5 separate regions of the Zea mays genome follow, and regions 2, 3, 4 and 5 are each linked to region 1. Evidence: chromatin contacts called from public Hi-C data. All regions are on one chromosome and are shown on one strand. Each heading gives the region's core, a stretch centred on a gene start, on an enhancer-like site or on the middle of the called end of the contact. The rest is flanking DNA. Distances are from core to core; before and after follow the strand shown.

What was found. A called contact is a pair of places that touch in the nucleus more often than the background predicts.
Region 2: a contact with region 1 is called in a Hi-C map of tassel, with 6 times the contacts expected there. The contact joins the promoter of LOC103653460 here to the promoter of LOC100273073 in region 1. A contact is called at or near these places in 10 of 25 Hi-C or Micro-C datasets (bundle sheath, ear, endosperm and 4 more).
Region 3: a Hi-C map of ear shows a contact between it and region 1, with 4 times the contacts expected there. The contact joins the promoter of LOC103653462 here to the promoter of LOC100273073 in region 1. A contact is called at or near these places in 4 of 25 Hi-C or Micro-C datasets (bundle sheath, ear, endosperm and 1 more) and 1 of 3 datasets of contacts at active chromatin or transcription factors (leaf).
Region 4: a contact with region 1 is called in a Hi-C map of ear, with 3 times the contacts expected there. The contact joins the promoter of LOC100279373 here to the promoter of LOC100273073 in region 1. A contact is called at or near these places in 8 of 25 Hi-C or Micro-C datasets (bundle sheath, ear, leaf and 3 more).
Region 5: a Hi-C map of leaf shows a contact between it and region 1, with 6 times the contacts expected there. The contact joins the promoter of LOC100285226 here to the promoter of LOC100273073 in region 1. A contact is called at or near these places in 4 of 25 Hi-C or Micro-C datasets (ear, leaf and tassel).

What each region holds. Positions count from the first base shown.
Region 1 is chr4:84,991,776-84,996,774 of Zm-B73-REFERENCE-NAM-5.0, reverse strand. It overlaps LOC100273073 (putative regulator of chromosome condensation (RCC1) family protein), which reads left to right and starts at 1,841. Exons shown (of 12, transcript NM_001147522.1): 1 at 1,841-1,990; 2 at 2,099-2,243; 3 at 2,350-2,460; 4 at 2,544-2,604; 5 at 2,689-2,807; 6 at 3,252-3,337; 7 at 3,428-3,629; 8 at 4,036-4,089. The coding sequence starts at 1,953.
Region 2 is chr4:84,763,860-84,768,244 of Zm-B73-REFERENCE-NAM-5.0, reverse strand. LOC103653460 (Dentin sialophosphoprotein) reads left to right here and starts at 1,983. Exons shown (of 5, transcript XM_008680356.3): 1 at 1,983-2,533; 2 at 3,325-3,410; 3 at 3,572-3,916; 4 at 4,011-4,385. The coding sequence starts at 2,512.
Region 3 is chr4:85,140,157-85,144,746 of Zm-B73-REFERENCE-NAM-5.0, reverse strand. It overlaps LOC103653462 (agenet domain-containing protein / bromo-adjacent homology (BAH) domain-containing protein), which reads right to left and starts at 1,449. Exons shown (of 6, transcript XM_008680358.3): 1 at 892-1,449. The coding sequence starts at 1,240.
Region 4 is chr4:85,167,475-85,172,569 of Zm-B73-REFERENCE-NAM-5.0, reverse strand. It overlaps LOC100279373, which reads left to right and starts at 3,421. Exons shown (of 6, transcript NM_001152389.1): 1 at 3,421-4,328; 2 at 4,423-4,614; 3 at 4,711-4,798; 4 at 4,896-4,966; 5 at 5,063-5,095. The coding sequence starts at 3,450. It overlaps LOC100275334, which reads right to left and starts at 3,056. Exons shown (of 2, transcript NM_001149431.2): 1 at 2,829-3,056; 2 at 2,360-2,755. The coding sequence starts at 2,982. The coding sequence ends at 2,598.
Region 5 is chr4:84,863,052-84,867,732 of Zm-B73-REFERENCE-NAM-5.0, reverse strand. LOC100285226 reads left to right here and starts at 1,468. Exons shown (of 6, transcript NM_001158120.1): 1 at 1,468-1,535; 2 at 2,676-3,088; 3 at 3,195-3,273; 4 at 3,419-3,541; 5 at 4,140-4,256; 6 at 4,360-4,681. The coding sequence starts at 2,697. The coding sequence ends at 4,419.

The sequences.
Region 1 (4,999 bases), core at 592-3,091:
TTGCAAATATCCACTCACAGCCATACCCGTGGTTGCAACAAATATCTATCCACAACCATACCTGCGGGTAAATTCATATCCATGTACGTGCTCATTAGGTTTTGGACAGGTTTTGTATATATGTCGGATATGACAGAGACAATCATTTTCAACAACTCAATAGCATAATCAATCAAAATTCTTCCCAATTTTACCTGAACACACAATTAAAAACTTAATAAAAAAATTATATAAATACACATGTCTTTTAACAATCAATATTCTCAACACGACAACATGGAAGACGCGTCGGACTAGAAGGGGTGGAGCGCTGGGGACCACTGGGGAAGCGACAGTGAGGCTCACCGGCAGTGTGGACTAAAGATCCGAGAGCAGTTGGGCGGGCGACTGGTGTCGGATTGAGGGACACGAAGGGGCGACGATAGTGTGGACTGAATAACCAAGAGCAGTTGGCGCGAGCGGTTGGCGTAGTCTTGAGGTGTAGGCAAGAAGGGACAACCACGAGCGTATGAGGTGCGGGTTGTGGCTAGGGGCACTAGAGATTAGAAGGGGTAGACGTCTGCCAGGTGCGAACGGTACAGGTGTTGCGGCCCCGTAGGACTTGGAAGGGGACACATGACGTAGTTCAAGAAACCAGCAAGGCTAGAAGGGGTGACCATAAGTGGGAAATTAGGAGTTCACGGAGTTAGGGTTTGCTCTTTGTTGTGTAATATGAGCAAAACAAAAATAAATAAACTATATGCTGATTTCGGATATGCAACAGGTAATCCGTGGGTGGAAGGTAATATTCTAATCCGTGTCCGCTCGACTTTGGATCTGGTACGAATCTGACCCATGCTTCGAAACATGTATCCATGCTCGTTTCCATTGGATCCTATGGATATTTGAATCCATGATCAAATTTCCATTCCTAGATAGCTAGATTAGAGTAATGTTCCGTTTAGATGTCGATATTGGAGGGTGTGGAATTGAATTGGGTTCAATTACAAATCAGCCATGCTATTGAAATGAGTTGTAATTCCAATACTAATGTTTGGATGTCACTGAATTGGAGTTTGGAATTGTGTGGTCTAATTCCATTCAATACAGAGGAGTAATGCTCTGTATTAGGAGAGGGGGTCTCTAGTTGTAGTCCAATTCCAGGGGATTGGGTATTTGATTCCAAATCTCAATTATGTGCATAACCAAACAATAGAATTCTAGAAAAGCTGATTTCAATTCCTAATTCGGTGCTCCAATATCTACATCCAAACAGGGTATAATGCAATTCTTCGCTTCCTATGGATGGTCTTTTAGATTTTGTATTGGCTAATGATATTAGACGTTTCTTATTTTTGTCTTTCGTTGAATGTTTTTCGATTGATGTCGGGGTATGAATCCATGACTTTTTCCATCACTAGAAAATATACTGTCAGAAAAAATAGTGCTGAATTAGTGAATTTGATCCATCATAATGGAGTTGTCATTCTACTTTGCACTTGCACTACCGGCAGCCCGCAGCAGGACGGCTGACAAGCTCGCACTAAGTCATCGATTTGTGGTCACTAATGCGGAGCTCGCACTTGCGTGACTCATCGAGTTGTGGGCTTGTGGCCTTGTGGGTGGAACGGTGGAATCCACCTCAGGATGCCACAGAAAAAGGTTTAAAAAAACTGTTGCACCGAGCCACCGAGAGAGCACAAGACCCCCACGACCGCAGGTCAAGCCGTACTGGACTGGACCGGACCGGACACACGCCCAGAAAGCCCTGCAGCAGAACTGCAGAAGACACGGCCGCGGCAGAAGAGCCCAAATCACGGCCGCAAAAGCCACGCACGCGGCGCTTGTCCTGCGCGGCGCACGGAAACCCACCTCCACGGCGGCACCCCGTGCGTCGGCTGCTTGCTGCCCCAGTGCCGCCCCGCGTTCCCTTCGCTCCCGCCGACACCGACGCCGCCACTGCCACCGCCGGCATGGCGACCCCGCTCCGCGCCACCGCGGTCCTCGCGTGGTGCGCTCACTCTCCGTCGTCCTCTCTCGCGCGGGGCGCGGCGAGGGGAACTCCGTTTCACCCCGCGACGCGGTGGCCGCTGATTGCTCTCGTTCTCGTTTCGTGCAGGGGTTCCGGGGAGGACGGGCAGCTGGGCATGGGCGGGAACGAGGAGAAGGACTGGCCCCACTTCGTTGAGGCGCTGGGGCCCTACGCCGTCACCGCCGTCGTCGCCGGCAGCCGCAACTCCCTCGCCATCTGCGACGACGGCCGCGTGCGTCCCCTTCCCGGACCGCTGCTCGTTGTTCGTGCTTGTTCATTTCGTGTCGAGCTTCTGAGCTGACCCGGTTGCTTGGGTTGGGGTTCCTTGCCGTGCGCAGCTGTTCACATGGGGATGGAACCAACGCGGCACGCTCGGGCACCCGCCGGAGACCAAGACGGAGAGCTCCCCGGGCCCCGTCGACGCTCTCGCGGGTTTCAAGATCGTCCAGGTGCGCCTCAGTTCCCGCTTTACCTGCGAGGCTCGCGTCTCGTGTGCTGCTGACGGAACAAGCTCTGCCTTTGGTTCATTCAGGCGGCGATTGGCGGGTGGCATTGCCTCGCAGTTGACGACAAGGGGCGCGCCTACGCCTGGGGTACGGGCACGGGGCACCCGCTTCACCGAGATTTCCCGTGACTGATTTCTAGTTGCTTTGATGCAATGTACGTGGATTGTGCAGGTGGAAACGAGTACGGGCAGTGTGGTGAGGAGCCTGAGAGGAAGGAGGACGGGACGAGGGCGCTCAGGAGGGACATCCCGATCCCGCAGCGGTGCGCGCTCAAGCTCAAAGTCCGGCAAGTGAGTGGAATTGGATTCATTGTCCCGAATCATGGGTTGGTGTTACACAGGAACATCGTCCCGAATAATACTTTTTCCAAATATCGACCCTCCACCCGCGACTCCGTTCCTCTCGACCCCGTCAACCCAGCAACTTCATGACTTTGCTTTGCATATGCTTTGTTGCCAAATAAGTAGTCTCATGGCAAAACCACATATGGGATAATTTATACTCTGTCCCAAAATAAAATTCATCATCATCATCTAGTTGAATATAGACATACAAATCAAGAGAAAAAACGAATACTATTTTGTTACTTAGGGAGTATGGCGTAACTGGAGCATTTTAGTGTCTTATGGCTCAAATGAATTATTCCGGTCGCAAACGATGCTGCAACTTTTGTGTACGCACTCATGATTTCGGTTGGTTAGCTTTTAGCGTGCTTATTAGTTTGATAATTCTAGGTAGCCGCTGGAGGGACACATTCAGTAGTTTTGACTCAAGAAGGTCACGTCTGGACATGGGGACAGCCATGGCCTCCGGGTGATATGTATGGTGCCTTATGCTGAAAACATTATTTATTTTTTGTTTGCTCTTGTATTTTCTCCTTGTTCGGTTGTTGACCATGGCCTTCTTTCAGCAAGCAAATATCTACACCTGTACGTGTGCAAGGCCTTGAGAAAGTGAGGGTCATTGCTGTAGGTGCATTCCATAATTTGGCACTAACGGAGGATGTAATTTTGTGGGCATGGGGTAATAATGAGTATGGTCAGCTGGGGACTGGAGATACCCAACCAAGATCACAACCGATACGTGTCGAAGGGCTATCTGATCTCTCACTGGTACATTTTTATTTTAATTTATTTTATTTTCTGATACATTTTCAAATTAGTTTGTCATCAGTGAGTTTCTCAAGCCATTGCCCAGTGAGCTTATGTAAGGACGGCAAACCAAGATAAAAAAATCCACGCTTTTAGTTGTTTTTCTCCAAGGTAGATGTCTCATTGGTTTAGCTTCCACTCAGCTAACAAGCTTCACCTTTTCAGGACTTCCAGTTATAATCATTGCAAACTAGGAAGCAGGAACGCTATGTTTGAATGTTGTTATTGCTTATGCAAAGAATGGCACCCTGAATCTTTATTTCAGCCTTCAGGACACCTCTGCATGTGCATAAATCGATAATTCATCTGCACATTGCTTTCCTGATTTCTCACTTGTTGCATATACTCCAACATCTTACATTTGCAGGTTGACATTGCTGCTGGAGGCTGGCATTCAACTGCACTAACTATAGATGGAGAGGTATTTCCGTTATCTTGATTCTTGAATTCAGGGTTACTATCTTATTATATGCTGTTTTATCCAGCCAAGCCACCAGATAACACAAATATATTGAGGGATAGGCTATTCTTATATGCTTTTGAAACTAACTTCATGAAAACTGTTGTCATGTTATGTTGGGCTGCAGATAAATTCACTTGCTTGCTATTTATTCAGGGCATGCTATTAGATGTCTAGATTAGAGAGCACCGAAAATGTACATATTACATACCATGGAAGTAACATAGAGGGGTGTGTTGCCCATGTTGAGCTCATCTGAACTGAATGCAGGGCCAGGAGTTCCCCAAAAAAAGTTAGTCTCAGTTTGGCTTGAGTTCCATTAATTCAGATCCATCTGTACCTTATTCTGGATTTTCTAAAAACGAATGTAATGTCATGGAAACATGTATTTTAACTAGTAAGACTGCCACTGATCACAATAAATGACAAGAGGAGAAACGTAAGGCACTGCAGGCTAGGTATTTTATTGCATATTAGGCTGTCTCCAGTAATGTCCTCTAAATTTCATCTTATAAAGTAATATTCCCTATCCTTTACAGCACCTTTTAAAAGATTTCGTCCTCTATAGCTACAGTGTTAACAGATTCCATGTAACAAATTGTTTTTTCCTATTTACCATAGAGCCTACTCGTCATTATCGCTTAGCAAATAAATAACTATTCATGAAAAGACGGGAAGAGAGAGGACGCTTGCCAGAACCAGCAGCACTTGGGAGAGTGAAGCGGCCTTTACAGAAGCCAGTAGCGTCCGCCACATTTGAAGGACCAAGGACGCCCTGTAAATTTTAGCGGATGTTATACCGGCCGTTGCTGGAGGCGTCCAGAAGCTTATCGTGCGCTATATTTAGAGTACAGGAGCGTATAGCGAGTGT
Region 2 (4,385 bases), core at 734-3,233, 230 kb after region 1:
CTCGGTAAAACAAATCACCCGTGTCTCTTGTGTTCATTTCTTGTGATTTGTTTGTTTTCTCTCACTCTAAGTTTTCTTGCACTATTATTTGCTATCATCATTTAGTGTTGCTTCAAGTTGCACTCTCATTTAGTGGAGCAACACCTTGCAAGAAAGAACTTGTGTTATTGCTCTTCTTATCTAAGCCCCCTTGCTTTATTCTCATAGACCTATTAGTTGTATTGTTTTATCAAATCCGCATTATTTGAAAGCAATACTCTTTACAAGCAAGGACTTAGTTTTTATACTCCGATAATTGTATATCTTGTTCTAACCACTAATCAAGGGATCTAGGTGGGGTATAAAGTTATAATTTTCAGGTTTCGCCTATCCACCCCCCTCTAGGCGACTTTCAGTAACCAGTAAGCCTAGTACCTGAGTGAAGCCGGGTGCATACTTTCCTCCTCACTTGTCCTGAGACTGGGTCTCCCATGCTAGTTATGGTGGGTACAAATGCGGTCACTGCACGACGGCAACCGGGGTCATTGGAGCATTGTATGCCAAGACGGTGAGCCCTGACCGCGAACGGGGAATCGATGGAGACAATTGATATGTGTGGGGACAGAGTGTCTCTACATGTCGTGTGTTTAGGTTTACCTTGCAAGGTTAAAACTCGATTCAAATCGTCTGCTTCTCGCAGCTAATGAGACTGCTTGACCCCTTGTACTGCATTAAGTAAAAAGTGAAATGAGGTTTCTTGAGATAACATGTTGATTGTACTAAATGATTGTTACCATGTATGCTTAGAAAGAAGCAAACCTAGCTTAAATAAATATGCTAGAATGGGAAAAGCTAAAAATTATTTTTAGACTCAGCTAGTGCTTTTGGCAAACCAAACCCCTCAGCCAAACAGCTGTATGGTCTAGAGGTAGAGGCGTAGACTCCTCACACCGGGTAAGTCTAGCTGAGTATTAGTATACTCAACATTGCTTGTGGCATATTTTTTTCAGGTACGCTACATGATATGGTTGATGGTGTGACTTGATCTTCCAGCCTGCCACCGAGTTGGACGGTCGAGTGGGATGCTGTCTCGACATCAATGGATCTTTTTTTACCCTTCTGGGGACTAGTCTAATTCTTAATTAGCAATCTAATCTTGAATAATATCAAGCAGTGTTCCACAATAGCCTGTGCTGTGATCCATCCTCCTACCCATCCTCCTGTGACACTGACAGTAGCAGGAATTGTTTTCAGCACATGAAAAAGGTTTTTAATCGGAGTCAGGCAACCCGAGAGCTCCAAAGGACATAAGAACTTCAAACAACTTTTCAGTGTGAACGAGACTAGGAGGAGTAGTGGGCTAGACCTTGCTCTATTCCTCAGCATCGACGTATCGATTATCAGCTGCATTTAACAGCATCGACGTATCGATTATCAGCTGCATTTAATTTCGAACTCGTTATCTTTTATCAAAACTCCAATTTATGCAATAACTCTAGTACTTTAAAAATTTGTGGTTTTATGTTTATTGTATTCTCTCTGTGCTCACCTTCGAGTGAGCTAGTGGTATTCGATCCTTGATCTATGGTAAGTGGCTTTATCGGACTAGATCTGAGGGACTGACAGTTATTCCGATTTAAGTGTGTTGCTGCCTCTAAGGCGTGACTCGGGCACTTAGGCCCATGTGTGAAACTATCACTAAGGTATTTTGTTATAAGGACTAAAGTTTAGCCCATGTCACATAGGATATTTGAATGCTTATTATAAATATTAAATATATTCTAGTTATAAAACTTATTAATTTATTACACAGCTAAATACTAAACGAAGAAACAAAATTTGAAACCTAATTAATTCATCATTAGCAAATATTTAATGTAATATCAAATGGACGAATTATGAACTAATTAATCTTGCTGTTTAGTACTTATATGTGTAATTAGTTTTATAATTAGACTATGTTTAATACTTATAACTAACGTTTAAATAGCAAAGGTGGCAGAGATTAAAATTTAAGTTGCTGATCCAAACACTCCTAAGAATAGCATGATAATCCATGCGGCCTTGCGCTGCAGGGGCAATCCCGTCCATCCTAGACCGGATTCGCGTCCATGCCCAAGAGAAAATAATGAATACACAAGTATTAATACGGCGCCCTGGCAAAATCACAGAAAACATGGTCTTGGTCTTCTCCCCCCACCCGCTGGCGGCGAAGTAGCACGAGGAAGGGGTCCAATAAAAAAAAAAATCGCCACCGGCGGCGACGGCGAGGCGGCATCAGCGGATACAGCAGCGGGAGCCGCGGCAGGGGACAGGCGTTGCCGATCGATCGGCCTGGCCTGGCGCGGCAGAGGTCAAAAGCGAAAAGGAGGAGCCGCAGGAATTTCTTGGCACCGAGGCGCACGCAAGGAATCCAGCGAGTGAGGGATGGGACGGCAGTTTTCGGATTCTTCCTGCTGAGTCCTAGGAACTCACGCGCACGAGCGTGGTCAGGAGGGAGAGGCTTACGCGGACGCGGCGGCGCTGGTTTTGATGAGGAAAGCTGGAGCAAAAGGTATTTGCAATCCTAGATCTTAGAAATCTGAGTACATTCCGCGGCTGCTGCTTTGCCGAGTCGGCGCTGCCCCGACGTCCCGATTTGGCGGGGGTTGTGGTTCGGCCGCCACAGCCGCCACGGAGATCACGCTGGGTTCCTCTGTTTCTTTATGCGGCGTTGATGAAGAATAGTTTCTTGCCGGTCGGACTTCAGATCTGCTTTGCCTCAGGGATTCTGGACTGCTGAGCGCGGATTTCTCCTCAGGTGAACTATCGGGTTTCAGCTGCTCTTCGTCGTCTCTACTGGTCCGCTGGAAAGAGGTGTTCATCGGAAATTCTACCCGATTCCAGATCTACCTGTTTTGCTGGAACCAGTTGTTTCCAAAAGGAGAGAAATTGGTGCTCTCTAGTGCGGAGGCCGATGGCTGACGGCAAGAGGCTGTTAACTTGATTTGGCAAGGAGCTGTTGTGGTAGTTCGTCAGTACTGGGTTCAACTCAGACAGAGGGACCTTGGTTTTGGTTTAGCTTCTGGCTTTCATTGCACGCTGCAGGATAAGATTGCTTGTTTGTATGCGCTGGGCTGGAACCTGGAATTCGGAACTTCTTTCTGAATTGTACTGGGAGGGTTCAAGTATTGACTGATGATGGGTGACCAGTGGTGGTGGCATGGCTGCGGAGGCGTTCTGTAGTTTTTTTACCTCTTGCTTATGTGCATGCTATGTGGACTGATGCTATTATTCTTCAAACAGTACCATAAGCTTTGGTGGTGTGGTGCTGAATACCAACCTTATGTTGTTTTTGTTTTCCAGAGGGATCAATTGGATCCAAGGGTGCGATTGATGTGAATAGTTTATCTGTTTCCACAGAAATAGCAGGAAGGCCATCTGATTTAATGGTATGCATACAATTTGCCAACACAGTGATTTCTGTCTTGCATTCACTGTGCCTAGCGAAAAGCTTGTTTTAGATCAGTTTGCTAAAATACCAATATTTTCTTCATTGTATTCTTCACTTTCTGCTGTTCATGAGCTTATGGTTAGCTTGGCTAATTTACAGATCAAATCTTGTACTTGCACTGGAAGGTTATCATCTTCTTCAGCTCATAATCTTACAGACACATATATTTCAATGACCTGCAAAAGCTGTACTGGTGAATCAACAGAAGACAGAGGTGGGCCATCGTGTAGCGGCAAGCTTAACAATATGGGTTTGGAGCTCCCAAGGCCTATAGATCTTGAGGTTAAATGGATGACTGTAAAAAAAAGGCAAAGGGACACCAGGAGAGCAAGGGCTTCCTTTGGCGAAGACACAAGCAGGGATGGAATTGGATCTTTCTGTTTATCTGGCTGTGCTACAAATCAAGAGATGGCGCAAGACGCTCCAGTCTCTGAATCTGAGAAGGTTCTTACTTTTCTCCATTTAAATGCAATGAAATAATTTAGTCAATGCATCCTTCAGTAACAATTTGCTGAATGATCATATTGTGTATTTGCAGTTTGGAGTATCCATTCTTGGTAGACGCTTTAGTGATCCCATGGAAAATGTTCCTATAAAAAAGAGAAGATTTCATATGGATTTTTCTCCATCACCTCCATTCACTCCATTGCTAGTGGATCCATATGAAAAGATACCGGGAAGCTCTTCTAAAGCTGTCAGATCATATGAGAAACATTATAAGCTTAAGACGCAACAAATTGAGTATAAGGTGGGAAACAAAGGTCGTTTTGGTGACGATGATTTTTCTGGTATTGATATACTAGCTTCTGCTGCCTGTGAAAGTGAGATGAGTGGTGGAATATTAGATGGGGAGTGCTCAACGTTAGCTCACCTCCCAGAAGAAAGGAAACTGGAGAATACTACTGGTAGCAGC
Region 3 (4,590 bases), core at 200-2,699, 150 kb before region 1:
AACCGCAAAATGGAAAAAAAAACGATACGATTAAGACGGTTTTTCTTGCCAAACAGGCTAGACACGGCAGGAAATGGAAGTAATGTTTCGCAGCCGCGGCTCCCTCCAACAGCCAAATGGAAAATACGAGGAAGCAAAGACATCTTCTTGCCACATATGGCTAGCTCCTAGACACGGTGCCTCTTCTGGCCAAATAAGGTTAGACAAGCAAAGCATCGGTGTCTCCAGCCTTCCCCCGTTACAGAATCCCCAAACAGCGATTACGGTTTCCCTTGCCCAAATCAGGCTAGGCACAGCAGGAAATGAAAGCAAAGCATCCGCATACTTTAAACTAAACCTAATCACAACCCTAGGATTCCGTAGAGATATCGCGTCCATAGAACAGCAGATTCGCTGAGCGCGTCAAGATTGTATAAACAGAGATCATCCTCCCTGACATCAAATATGCAAGAAACCGTGGACTGCAGCGGGAAATGATCGAGACGCGCGCCGGAGCCCAAATCCAGACATGGAGCACATCTTCTTGCATATTTGACGGAGCACGCAAATATACTGGAAGAAATCCTTTGTCGCCGTATTAACAAATCAACCGACGGTCCGCCAAGGAATTCCAGACATGGAGCACGCAAATCAACCGAAAAAATTTGTAAATCCCAAAAGCTCTCATGTTTCACGGCGCAAAACGAATCCAAACACGCACTCACGCAGAGAAGCGGAGCAGAACATGAACCGCCTTCAATCGAACCAAAACCGGAGCGATTTGAAAGCAAAAGATAGCACCAAATCGAGCCAAAACAGGACCAAACGCGCCGAGCTCGGAATCATCCAAATCTACATCCAACTCCAGAAAGCACAACCCGGGTCCCGAACTCCCCGGCACAGAAATCTTACCAGAAACGAGGGAGGACAGCCAGTCCACGACCTCCCGTCTGGACCGCCACCTCCTCGGAGCGCCGCCGTCCGCCCCAGCAGCCGGCAGAGGCGACCGTGATGGCGACGGCGCGACGGCGACCGCCCCGGCGGCAGCCGCGAGCGCGCGGAGGAACCGCCCCTGCACGGCGTACGACATGTGACGCGGGCTCCGCTCCCGCCCAACCACCGCCAGCTGCTTCTCCTCGCTGTTGCCGCGGAGGTAGTAGTGCACGAGGCGGCTGCCGCGGTCGTTGGACACCACCACCTCCTCCCACTGCGTCCACCGCCCCCTCGCCGCCGCCAGGGCCGCTGTCGCTGCCTCGTCCATGGCCGCCGCAGTGGGACGCTAACCCTAGATGGGCTCGGCTTGGTCTCCGCGTGTGGTGCGTATCGCGTCGCGTCGGAAGAGGTGAGGCCTCGCACGAGGGAAGGTCAGATTTGGGGAGAGAATAATGTGGGGGTGGGCGAAGAGAGAGGACGGGGAGGGATTTGGTCTTATTCGGGGCGTGGTTAAGACATTAATAACTATGCGTAGATAGTTAAATTTTTAAATTGTCTTATGTTATATTAGCTGAAGCATATATTCATACATAAATTATATATCGTTTTATCATCAGTCGTACCTTCAGCTTTCGGCTCCATCTAGTTGAATAAATTTGGTTGTGGCCGTGGTCGTGTTTTACGACTGCGCCAGGGCAGGAAACGTGCACAGGTAGAGGAGCAGCAGCAGCGCGCTCAGCCTTAGTGCATGCACAGACGGCCGCCGCATCGTGTCTTTCACTGTGGATAGGCGACGGAGAAGGCGGCAGCAACGGACGCGTACGTGTCCCCAGGCTGCATGACGTAGGTGACGAGCGTCGTGGCGTTGTCGTCGACGGCCGGGCACTGACAGAAGACGGGAAATGTGACCATGGTGCCGACGTCGAGGTCGGTGGGCACCAGCGTGGGGTTCACGCGCTCCACGGCTTGGTACTGTGTGAGGTTGTGCAGCTTGGTGGTGGAGATGATCCAGTAGATGTCCCCGGGCCGATCTGGTATTGCATCGGCGCGTACGAGCTGGGGGACCAGGAGGGGCAGCCGCACTGGAGCGGCACGAGCAGCGGCTGCCCGTTGGCGGGCACGGTCGTGGTGGAGAGGTTGTTGGCGTGCGCGACCATGAAGCGGCTGACGGCGAAGAGGTCACCGATGGTCGTGAGATCGAGCGGCACGCCCGCGAAGCCGGCGCGGTAGAGCGCGTACACCTGGTACAGATACGTGCGGTTGGTGGGTCAGTGCTTGCATAGTGTTCTGCGGCTTGCATGCAGCTGCTGCGAATTGCATGCTTGCATGCAGTGGGAGGGTAGGTGGCGCATGCCACGCGCGATAAGGGGAGGCGGGAGCACGGCATGGTCTACGTTAGCTTCTTAATAGTTAGTAGAGATAGATATATAGTATTTTGTCTAGTCTAAATTATCGTTTTAATTCAAAGCAAACAAACCAGCTGATGTTACTAACGGTTGGTTTGAACGTTTTAAGCTTTTTGGAATACTGATCATATAGAAATTTCATACGAATAATTTTATTTTAAAAAAATACATGAAACAGAAAAAAAAATCCATATTCTAAAGTGGTCTTATATGTCCCCATAATTTACGGTGCAATATGTATGGCTTGATATTGATCTAAACAAGTTACGGAAGTTCTCTATTTTTTTATAGGAGGGTTAGTTCTGACCTCAAGTTTTCAAAACCTTAATATTATTGTTTTTTATAAAACCTAGCGCAATTTCTAAATTGTTAGTCTTTTGTGATCGTTGATGTACTAATTATAGAGACTAGTGAAAATATATGTGTGGCACGCATGTGATAAAAAAATATTATATATACAAGATGTTTATATATATCTATATAATATTATATACAAGATGTTTACATATACCTATATAATAACAAATTTGTTTGAATATTGTTTTACAATATAATTAGTTATGATACATATTTAAATTCTTCGTCGTGTTATTATAAAAGGTCTAAGTGGTAACTAATTAAATATATAAATAAATAAAGTGATCCAGACAATGACCTAAAATTACAAAGGACATGCTGTAGTAATAGGAAGGATACGAAATCTCTGTTCATGTGAACGACGTTGCAATTATTTATTTTTGCGCTAAAACGACTGATATGTTCCAATATTGTAAGCGCGGACAGATTATTAATTAGTTTAGCCATTTCACAAAGTAATGTTCGTGTAGGAAGTTTAAGTATGCACAAAAGGAAGCATCTAGCATTTAAACAAACAGATATAGAATAACATTGATATTTATCACATCAGAGAGGTAAATTATGAAACTTCATTTCATACTGATGCTAATTAGATATCATTTTTATATAAACTCGATAAAAATCTATGTTCCTATTGTATTTTAGGACAGGAAGTATAGCAGTATAAACTTTACTCTTGTACTCTAGTAGTAGTGTGTAGCATACACGGTACAATTTTCTATACATCTTTCCAGTTGGGTCGATCTGAAGCTGAAGTTAAAGAACGGGTGAAACAGCACGTAGAAAAGACTAGCGAACAATCAGTTTCTGGCCTGCATCACGGTCATGATTTTCTCAGCGGCAGCACACAGATAGAGCGGATCAACGACGTCATACGAGATAGAAATCCAACGGGTATGATATATAAAAGAAAACTGGATTTTATACTATAGTACAGATACAGATAAAAACATCCAACAATCTCTATTTATTGTTTTTTCCCTCTCGTGATTGTCTCAATGAAATTGCTCCACGCAATCCCCAAACCGCCTTCGCTACTCATCCATGTTCTCGTGTCCACTCTCCCCACATGCCTTCTATCTCTAGCATGTGCCCTCTTTTAAGAGCGAGAACGGGATATTGATTTTTGATTGTAGTCCTTCACCGGTAGAATCACAGTTATCGTATTTTTCACAAAGAAACGGCAGGCCAGAGGTGAACTAACTAACTCGAACTTAAATTGAAGTGTAAATTTTGATAAGGGTACACACTAGTGCATTGACAGGGTAAATACTATAAAAGGATAGGTGTATGAGGAAGAAACGGATATGGGCCCTAAGGTCTGTAGCAAGATAAAGTTACCTAGGAGGACAACAAGGAGTAAAGAACCAAATTATTAGTTTTACTATGTTGCAAAGAATTATTCATGGTTAATCATATGTTTATCGAATACAGGAAAGAATTTGCATCGAGCGAAATCTAGAGAGAGATAGGTGAAACACCAAAGGTAGCTAGTTATCACCTACGAGCCTACCAGACGATAGGGTTGGGATACACATGTCACACTTTCGCTATCACTAAAAGGGGCTACCAACCATAGTTGTGTAGATACGATGACACATTATGACAATGGTCAACCGAAGCCTCAGCCAAGCAACTAGGACTAGGAGTGGCTTATTACACCGTCAAACTAGACGAGACTTGATAAACAAAGACTAACACAATCCTAAGCCTTGAGTTTAAGTGCTCCTAGAGTACCGCAACAATAACCAAAAGGTATATGCAAAGTAAAGTAATACTTCAATTTAATATTTAGAATAGAGGTAGTACTCACAGTAGAACACAAGATAATTGGATTTCACTTGATAGTCGATGATACAGAAGAGATATATCCGACGACTCCAAAGAAAAACCCGAAACACTTGAGGTAAAGCTT
Region 4 (5,095 bases), core at 2,172-4,671, 170 kb before region 1:
CCTAAGAGTTCCTTTGAAATGCTATAGAAATTTTACAGGAATCAGTTCATTTTCACGAGAAAACGCATGAATCCGAGAAAAGGCCCTTAAGTGTACCGTGGGTTCGAATAACTACTTCCTGAATCATTTGACGAGCCATCAAGATCTGTCTATGCAAATTGACTTTGAAGCTGAACATGTTTATCGATGTACATTAAAGCCCCGTTTGTTTCCCTTCATTTTGAGGAATTGGAATTTAACTAACGCAATAGACATTCCACAACTTTCCAAAGTGTATATATAAGACTATCTCAAATTCATAGAGACGAGAGATGAAAATTAATTCTATAGATTTACATGTTACTTTTCTAATGTACAATTTATAGCACTCTTCAACTTATTTCTCTATAATATAAATGTAGTGTATAACTATCTATCTGATATGATTTAGGATAACATACAAATACATTACATATATAAATATATTAACTCAATTAGTTTTATCTAAATTATAATTATTAGAATAGAATTCAATTCTATTCCAACGAAACAACGGGCCTCAGCAATTATGTCTACCTGGATTAAAGGTCAGGTTCTAACAGACACAGCCCACAGATACAACACGGGAGGGTGAGACAATTATTGTAATCTTAGGCCAGAATCATGTTAAATACTTGTTCATAACCTAACCTTTTGTAATAATCTTTTTTTCTCCTGAGAAGTTACAAAGGAATGGCCATCCAATTTGCTGGACTAAATTTCTTCAATTGATTTCTTGTAAATATATGAGTGAAATACTATAGCGATGCCATACTGACGAAGGCCTCATACACATCAGAGTCAGTATAACACAAAATGGCAAAGCCAATTTGAGGCAGAAACCAAGCAGCTTAAACATATAACTAAAGTGAAAGCCAATGTTTCTATCTGATTGAGACCTACCATGCATCACCCTACATCTGAAATGATCATGACAACTTATAACACATAACTTACCCAAGTGAGGTATCAGCCTATCTGGTAAGTACTAGTTCGTCCCCACCAATGTAATAGAATGAATGCAACAATACAAACGTGGGTGTTTCCATTAAGTCTTAAAATGACAGTATCAGAAGTGAATAAACTCGGGGAGAATAACTGACTTCATTTCAATCAACTCAAATAAACTGAAACACAGCTGCCTATGCCACAAACAACCATTCAGATCATAGTGATTTGCACATAGTTTTGTGCATTTCCCAAGTCAATGAGCAATAAATTGATGTATTCCCCCTTCCCCCTCATAATAATATCTATACCCTCACCCACTCCACCTCCCGCCCCACCCAAAAAATAAATTAATAATTTTACCATTCGCACCAAGTTCAGTAATTACCACATGCAGATATCATATAACCAGTCTTTGGCAGCTTTCCTAACAGCCAGAGCCAGCCAAACACAGCAAAGAGATGTAGGGGTTGTTTGGTTTGGTGCCTAAGACGCCACAATGTGCCAAACTTTTCTGCCTAACCTTAGTTCTTCAATTCGAGCGCCTAAGGTTAGGCAGATTGTGGCGCCTTAGGTAGAAAACCAAACATGCCCGTAGAATCACATCCCCTAATCCTACTATGGTACTCACAATGGTTACTAACCTTCATGAGAGGAATGACTTTAAAATACATAAATTTTACTGAAACAGGGACAAAACTATCGACAGGTAATAACACGAGGGGGTTAAATTGTATCACCAAATACTCACAACAGTTCAGCAGCATACAAAATTCACTCAGCAAAGACCATTCGTGCTTGGATCAACTGAAGCTAAGATGAAGCAAATAAGGATAAAGGAGGATGTGCTTCGCAAAACTCAAATCAAAAGGATGGGAGCATGCCAATACCACAAAGACCAGCTGCATCAAATTCATTTCCACAGATTTGTATACACTTCCTAGGCTACATTGTTTTAGCTTGCACATTGTAGGTTGTTACAATCTGTAAGCTGGGGGGAAAGCAAATCGTTGGACTGTAAGAGTCTGGCCTATGGAGTGTTGCAATCAGAGATTCTGAGACATATTTATTTCAGCTTGTAAGTTGCACTCGCAAGATAAAACAAACAGGATTTTAGTAAGCACAGATAAAATTTATGTTTGCTCTCTAATACCACCATCTATGTACCCCCATGAGATTCTTGATGATAAATGTGCACCAAATTCAGATGTGGAGGACACCAAGTAAATCCTGATGCAAAGATCGTCTGAACAAACAAACATTGAAATATTCCCCTACAGGCAGCCAATGAGCCAAATGAACCCCCATTGCTTACCATGAGAGGTAATAAGATCACTATCCCCAATCCTGACAAGCTAAGATACACAAACACGACCACACAACAAATAACAAGTTCAGAGCAGAAATCACTTCAGTATTCATAAATTCACCCAAACGGCGACGAAATTCTCACCAAACAACATAAAGATGAGGTGAATTGTATCATCGAATCCTCATAACCGTGCAACAACATACCACTTTTATTTAACCAAGGCCATAGAGTGCCCAGATAAAGTACTGAAGTTAACACGGAATCAGGAAAGGAACAGGCGAAACGGTTGCGAAAAGAGAGACGGAATGGAGCTGGATCCTCAATGAAGCTTGTGCTTGTAGCGCGCAACCTCGGCGTCGTTGGGAAAGAATCCCATTAGGCGCCCGGCGGAGTTCTGGTAGGCGTACATGAACCCTCCCATGACCCCGATGAGGCCGCCCGTGACCATCGACGGGCCCCGGATCCCCGGCTTGATCCCTGCACGGCAAGCACGGGTCTGAGCTACCGATGGGGGTGAAGTGAGAGATAAGGTTTGGGAGGGTAGGCGAACCGGAGAGGTAGCCAACGGTGACGGAGACGGCGGAGATGGTGGAGAGGCGCATGTAGTCGAGCGCAGAGAAGTTGCCGACCACCTTGGTGAAGGCCGGGTTCCGATCCACCACCGGGTACTCCGGCTTAGTCGAGGCGGTGATGTCGGTGTTCATCGCGTGGAGCAAGGGAGACGGCAGATCCCTCCGGTGACGCTGGCTGCGGCGGCGGTGGAGACGGCAGAATTTGGTCGCCAGAAGCAGAGGAGCTGGATGCGAGTGTTGTGGCCTACGGGATAAGTCGTGGCCTCGTGGGCCTGCTCATCTCATTGCTCAGTAATAATAGAAGCCATGGGCCTAACGAAATAAGCAGGAATAGAGCCCATCTCTCAGAACATGGGCTAAAGCGCTGATGAGGGTAACTTCCGTCGATGGGCTAGATTGCTCACCTTTGTTAATGACGTAGGGGCCCGCAGCAAAATAAAGCCCGGTCCATGACAGCATCATCGGAGTTTCCAAAGCCATCCTCGCCTCGCTTTCTCCGCCCCTCCTCACTGGTTTGCATCCCCATATACCCAACCAGGACCAGCCAAAAGCCCACTCTCCTCCTCGCCTCCGCCTCCGACATCGAGCACTCCTCTTCAATGGCGACGGCCCCCGCACCCCTCTCGCTCTCCGCCTCCACCCTGCCCGCCCGGCTCCGTGCCGGAGTGGTACCGGCGGGCACACGGTGGAGGCAGCCGCGGCGCGGGCGGATGGTGGTGCGCGCCAAGATCCGGGAGATCTTCATGCCGGCGCTGAGCTCCACCATGACGGAGGGAAAGATCGTATCCTGGTCCGCGGGCGAGGGAGACCGCGTCTCCAAGGGCGATGCTGTTGTGGTCGTCGAGTCTGACAAGGCCGACATGGACGTCGAGACCTTCCACGACGGCATCGTGGCGGTGGTCCTCGTCCAGGCTGGCGAGTCAGCGCCGGTGGGCGCCCCCATTGCGCTGCTCGCGGAGTCGGAGGAGGAGGTTCCCCTCGCGCTCGCCAAGGCTCAGGAGCTCTCCAACGGGCAGCCGCAGCAGGCGCCTCCTGCTCCGACGGAGGATGCCGCAGCGGCGCCGCCCCCTCTTCCGGCTGCGACGACTGCTCCAGCGCCGGTGGCCGCGGGGACGAAGGGCATTACCAGCCCGCACGCTAAGAAGCTGGCTAAGCAGCACAGGGTGGACCTTGCCAAGATTACTGGCACCGGGCCGTACGGTCGAATTACGCCGGCAGATATTGAGGCGGCTGCCGGAATCAAGCCGAAGTCAGAGCCCACTCCTGCTGCTGCTGCTGCGCCACCACCTGTGGCCGCGCCTTCAGTTGGTGCTGTGCCTCAGGCAGCAGTGCTGCCGCCGGTTCCTGGCGCGACTGTTGTTCCATTCACTACCATGCAGGCTGCAGTGAGCAAGAACATGGTGGAGAGCCTGGCAGTGCCAGCATTCCGCGTTGGGTACCCCATTGTAACCGATAAGCTCGATGAGCTGTACGAAAAGGTGAGGATTTGGAGCAGGCATGACTGCACTTGAAGCTCCTTTGTTTTTCTTGCCCCGCTTCCTGATTACTATTGGGCTGATTTGATTTTGACAGGTTAAGCCAAAGGGAGTGACAATGACAGTGCTGTTGGCGAAGGCTGCAGCCATGGCTCTTGCACAGCACCCTGTTGTCAATAGTACCTGCAGGGATGGAAAGAGCTTCACATACAACAGTAATATCAACATTGCAGTGGCTGTGGCAATTGATGGTGGCCTTATTACACCTGTCCTTCAGGATGCAGACAAGGTATATAGTATCTTTGTGATAAATTTGGCTTCACTCCGGAGTTCGGAGTTTTAGCAAACAAGTTCACCAAACAGTTTGTTGAATGTTACACTGTAGCTGGATATTTATTTGCTCTCGCAAAATTGGAAGGACCTAGTCAAGAAAGCACGTGCAAAACAGCTCCAACCAAATGATTACAACTCTGGTATGGAACTCATGGGCTCATGGCATTGCATAGTGTATTAGGTTGTCTTTGAAAATCTCATGTGAACATGCTTACCTGAAGATTTTGTTATTTGCAGGGACTTTTACACTGTCCAACTTGGGTATGTTTGGTGTAGATCGGTTTGATGCAATCCTTCCACCTGGCCAGGTGGGCTTAAATCCTTTTCTTCCTAGACCATGTAAACTGTAAAATGTATGCTTCCCATATGTATGAGGGTTAATATTTGAGTATCACTGAGTGCAGGGAGCTATTATGGCTGTTGGAGCCTCGAAACCT
Region 5 (4,681 bases), core at 219-2,718, 130 kb after region 1:
ATGTTGAAGTCAAAACCATAGGAGCAACCACAAACTGCTGGCACTATAGACTCTGAACTCATCATGTGGGACACTATAGGCGACAAGCTGATAGGAGGGCTTGTGCTAAGGAAGCCACAAATGCAGGCCCAAGTGCATGAGGTTCAGCTGCACAACCCCCCTAAATAATAATTTGTTATCCCTTACAATTATATTATTGAAAATCCATTACGGTAAAGAATTGGTCTCTTGAGTCAATCTTGTATGTCTCACACACATCCTTCCTAATTCTATGACATAAAAGCGTTCTAGAAGAGATTAGTAATTTAGAAAGGTCCTAGGGAGAAATATTCTAGATGGTTTTCTATATTATTCTATAATAGAATTCTAGCAAATAGGGGACATTGCGATAGATATGGTTCTTTATATATTCCATTGCTATATAATACATTATAACTCAAAATTATTGTAGTTTTTTCTTAGTGAGATAGGTCTCATTTTAGAGTTTGGTATAGGGCCCCGAAAATTGCTGGCACGACCTGCACAAATGAAGGAAGCCTCTTAATATGTACTGTGGAAGCTACTAGAACAAGAAGAGTTGGAGTCAGCGTATAGTGAGCTTGTCAGAGGTAATTGACAAGGTGCGAGTAGCTAAGACTATACGAGTAGTTTGAGTGATCTCCACTGTCGTTGTCGTCGAAGTTGAGACTGTCCCTGATGGTTGTCCTATTATTGTTGTAGCGAGGTGAACTGGAAAGGAAAAGCCATCCCAAACAACATATGTTAAGGCTATCTGCAGCAGATTGTGTAAAATGGGGGGTTTGCACTATAGATTACACTATTTAGAGCAACTCCGAGAGAAATCGTAAATCAACCCGAAAATCAATATTAGAGTAGCAAGTATTTTTCCTCGCTCCAACAACTCCCTCTTCCTTCTCCCAAAATATTCGTGCCCCGTATCTAGCTCATCCCTCCCTCATATTTTGGTGTAGCACACGACTCTTTTTTTGGTGCAGGCTGAGTCGTGCCGGCCCAATAAACAACTGAGGCAAACAAAGCCTAATAGCAATTGGATCATTTTTGGCCCATTTTTCTATTTTGACTCTTTGTTTAGGGAAATTGTTGGAGTACACATCATAATCTACTTCTAAAACTTTTTAGTATGCTCCCAATAATCAATTTTTAGAGAAATTTTTAAATATTTTTTTGAAGTTGTTTTTGTAAAGTGAAGTTTAAAATAAGGGATGAGATAAGATAGACACCTGACTTTGGAGCCCTCTTGACCATGTAGTTGGAGTCAAAAGACAATGACATGGGGTCCCACTACGCGCCTCGCCCGCGTGTCAGTTACTCGCAGCCCACCACGCCTTGCGCAAGAGGTGTTGGCGTGGGCCCTGGAGTCGCCGTGGCATTGAGCCATTGGCTCACTGACAATAGCCTCGCGCTCGCGTCCCGCTATAAAATATCCCCACGCTGCTTCGCCCTGCCCACCACAGCATCCGCAGTTCCCCGACCACACCGTTCCTCCGAGCCCAGGAGCAGCCCCGCGCCAGGAGGTTAGGGTTCCGATTTTTCTAGTTTTTTTTTAGAAATTAATCTTGCGTGCTGTGCTGCTTGATCTAGTTGCCTGTTCCTGGTACGGGAGATGCGGGAGTGCTGCGAGTTTTCTCCGCTTTTTTCTTATGTGATCTTTTTTCAAATGGTGTTCTGCGATGCGGCTAGATCCGCTTTGTCTCGAGTGCTGTTCGTTTGTTATGTTCGAGCTTGATCCGCGAGATCTGAGGTTTCGAGCGCACGGGGCGCGTAGATCCGCCTGATTCGGGATTAGTTTTGGCACATTGGCGAGATAACCGACTGCTGAGGACCTTTTGTGGGTAGCAACCGTGCCTATTACTGTTATCTGTTAGGGCTGTTTGGGTAGATTAGAAGGGGATTGAGGTGGAAATTAGTTTATTTCTCCCTAAATCCCCTCCATTCCCCTTCTAAGCAAACAAGCCTTTTTGATTGGTGATGCATCGTTGTTCAATTAAATTGTTAAATAAACTTACGGGCAGATCCGGTTGGTCCTTTTCAGTGATATGTTAGGCCAGTCTCCGCATGATTTTTTAATAGGCTGATAAGGTGCCATATATGTGCTTTTGATGATGTGGCAAGAGATGAAACCCTATCTTGGCACAATTATCAACTCTACGAGTCATGAAATTAAATGTCTATGCAATCATAGAATGAAACTTTTCATTGGGAGATGATGTTTCATTTAAGTTTTATTTCATTCTATATAATATATCAGTTTTGAAAAAAATGATTTGAAACTCCCCACTAAGATTCGCCTTAGGTAGTGTAAATAGGTTAGTTCTGTCTTATTCTCAATTTGGTTGATGGATTTGGGGATCACAACAGAACGAACAGATCATATTAGCTGCTTTTGTGGTGTCTGTTATTGTAATTTTTCAACCTGAACGTGAGTGCTGTAAGCTGTTGTTGGATTAGACGGCACTTCTTGGTGTGGATGTATTACTGGTTCAATGAGGTTTGTATGAGCCTCTCAGCAAGCTTATTAATAAGCTTGTTCTTAGCAAACATGAATGGGCTCAAGTCGAGTTTAGTGGCCAGCCATGTACCTTTCCCATATAATCATTTTAGTTGACATTTTGTATGTTTTTAGGCCATGACTTATCAGTTTCCTTCTGGTGCAGGAAGTTTGTTCTTTTAACAATATGTCGAGGGAGGAGAATGTTTACATGGCCAAGTTGGCTGAGCAGGCTGAAAGGTATGAGGAGATGGTTGAGTATATGGAGAAGGTGGCTAAGACTGTAGATGTGGAAGAGCTCACTGTTGAGGAGCGTAACCTTCTGTCTGTTGCATACAAGAATGTGATTGGGGCTCGCCGCGCTTCATGGCGCATTGTTTCTTCCATTGAACAAAAGGAGGAGTCCCGTAAGAACGAAGAGCATGTGAACCTTATCAAGGAATATCGTGGCAAGATCGAGGCTGAACTGAGCAATATCTGTGATGGAATCTTGAAGCTGCTTGACTCCCACCTAGTGCCTTCTTCTACTGCTGCTGAATCAAAGGTCTTCTACCTCAAGATGAAGGGTGACTATCACAGGTTGGGCTTGATGCAATGCGATATTATGATGTGCAATCGTATCTGTATAATCTGAAGAAGCCAATAAGATTTCTTAACCTTCTGTTCTTAATCTTAACTATGGCAGGTATCTTGCGGAATTTAAGACTGGTGCTGAGAGGAAGGAATCTGCTGAGAGCACAATGGTGGCCTATAAGGCTGCTCAGGTTTGTTCATTCTTTCTGTTCTGATAATATGGCAACTGTCTTCTATGGTGGTTTCCATATCATATAGGATGTCAAGTTCATTTATTTGAATGCTTGCTGTTAGTGTTTATACTTATGGAGTTTTATTCTGCTGTGTACCGTGTAGGACATTGCTCTGGCTGAGCTGGCACCTACCCATCCGATAAGGCTGGGACTTGCTCTTAATTTTTCAGTGTTCTATTATGAGATTCTGAACTCCCCAGACAAAGCTTGCAACCTGGCAAAGCAGGTTGGAATCACATCTACTTTTCTACTACATATGTACATTCATTGTACCGTGTTTAGGGTGAGGGTTGTTTGTGCATTTGAAGCTTGGGCAGAAAGAAAATATCCAAAAATGCCTTTTAACTGTAAATTGTAGGATACTTGCCCTAAATTGTTCAGTATATCAGGAGCTTTTTAATGTTTATATGGCAAACTTCTGCCCTTTTAGGTTCACATGCAATTTGACTGCTAGATATCTTGATCCCTGTGTATGAGGTCAGATAGTTTCTGATTAGTAATGGTACTATGATATGATGATAGTTTCTGATTAGTAATGCTACCTCTGATATGATGAGCTGCTGATCTTCCATTAGTTGTTTTGTGCCATTCTGCTCTGTTATTGCTAGACTCTTGTTTGTTATTATCGGCCTCTTAAAGAGGATTCTCCCTGTTCTGTTGGATTATAAAGATGATTATGATATTGTGTGTTGAGTATCTAACTTATTTAATTTGTGGTTACTGGTAGGCATTTGAGTTGGTTGCCTGATAATTTAACTTTTTATATTGTGCATTGTGTGCCATTGGAACTTTGATAATTGATAATGATTGGCTAATCTTTGCAGGCGTTTGATGAAGCTATCTCTGAGTTAGACAGCCTTGGTGAGGAGTCATACAAGGATAGCACTCTGATCATGCAACTCCTGAGGGATAACTTGACCCTTTGGACATCCGACCTCACGGTATTTTCTTCTCCCAAATAAAAAAAACCCAATCCAATCTTTAAGCTGTTGCCTGTCTACTCTTCCTATCTGTTGCTAAAAAGCTTGAATTTGTTATGTGCAGGAGGATGGTGCTGATGAGGGCAAAGATGCCCCGAAAGGTGATGCAGGCGAGGGACAGTAATCTTCGGAGGGGGTGCAAAGTTGTTCGAGCCCCAATGTTTTAGATGCTCTATGCTGTCGAAGCTGTGCTGTGCCATTATTGTAGCTGATTTCGTCTCCATTCACTTCTTTTTTCTTGTTAGTAGGCTGGTAGTGGTCGAATTAATTTGCTTTGTGTTGCCGCTAGTCCATGTGGACTGGTATTGTTCCCCTGGATTTATTTGGCAAGCGTGTCCGTGCTCGCTCTAGCGTTTTATTGAGCTTTTAAAGTCATCGCATTCTTT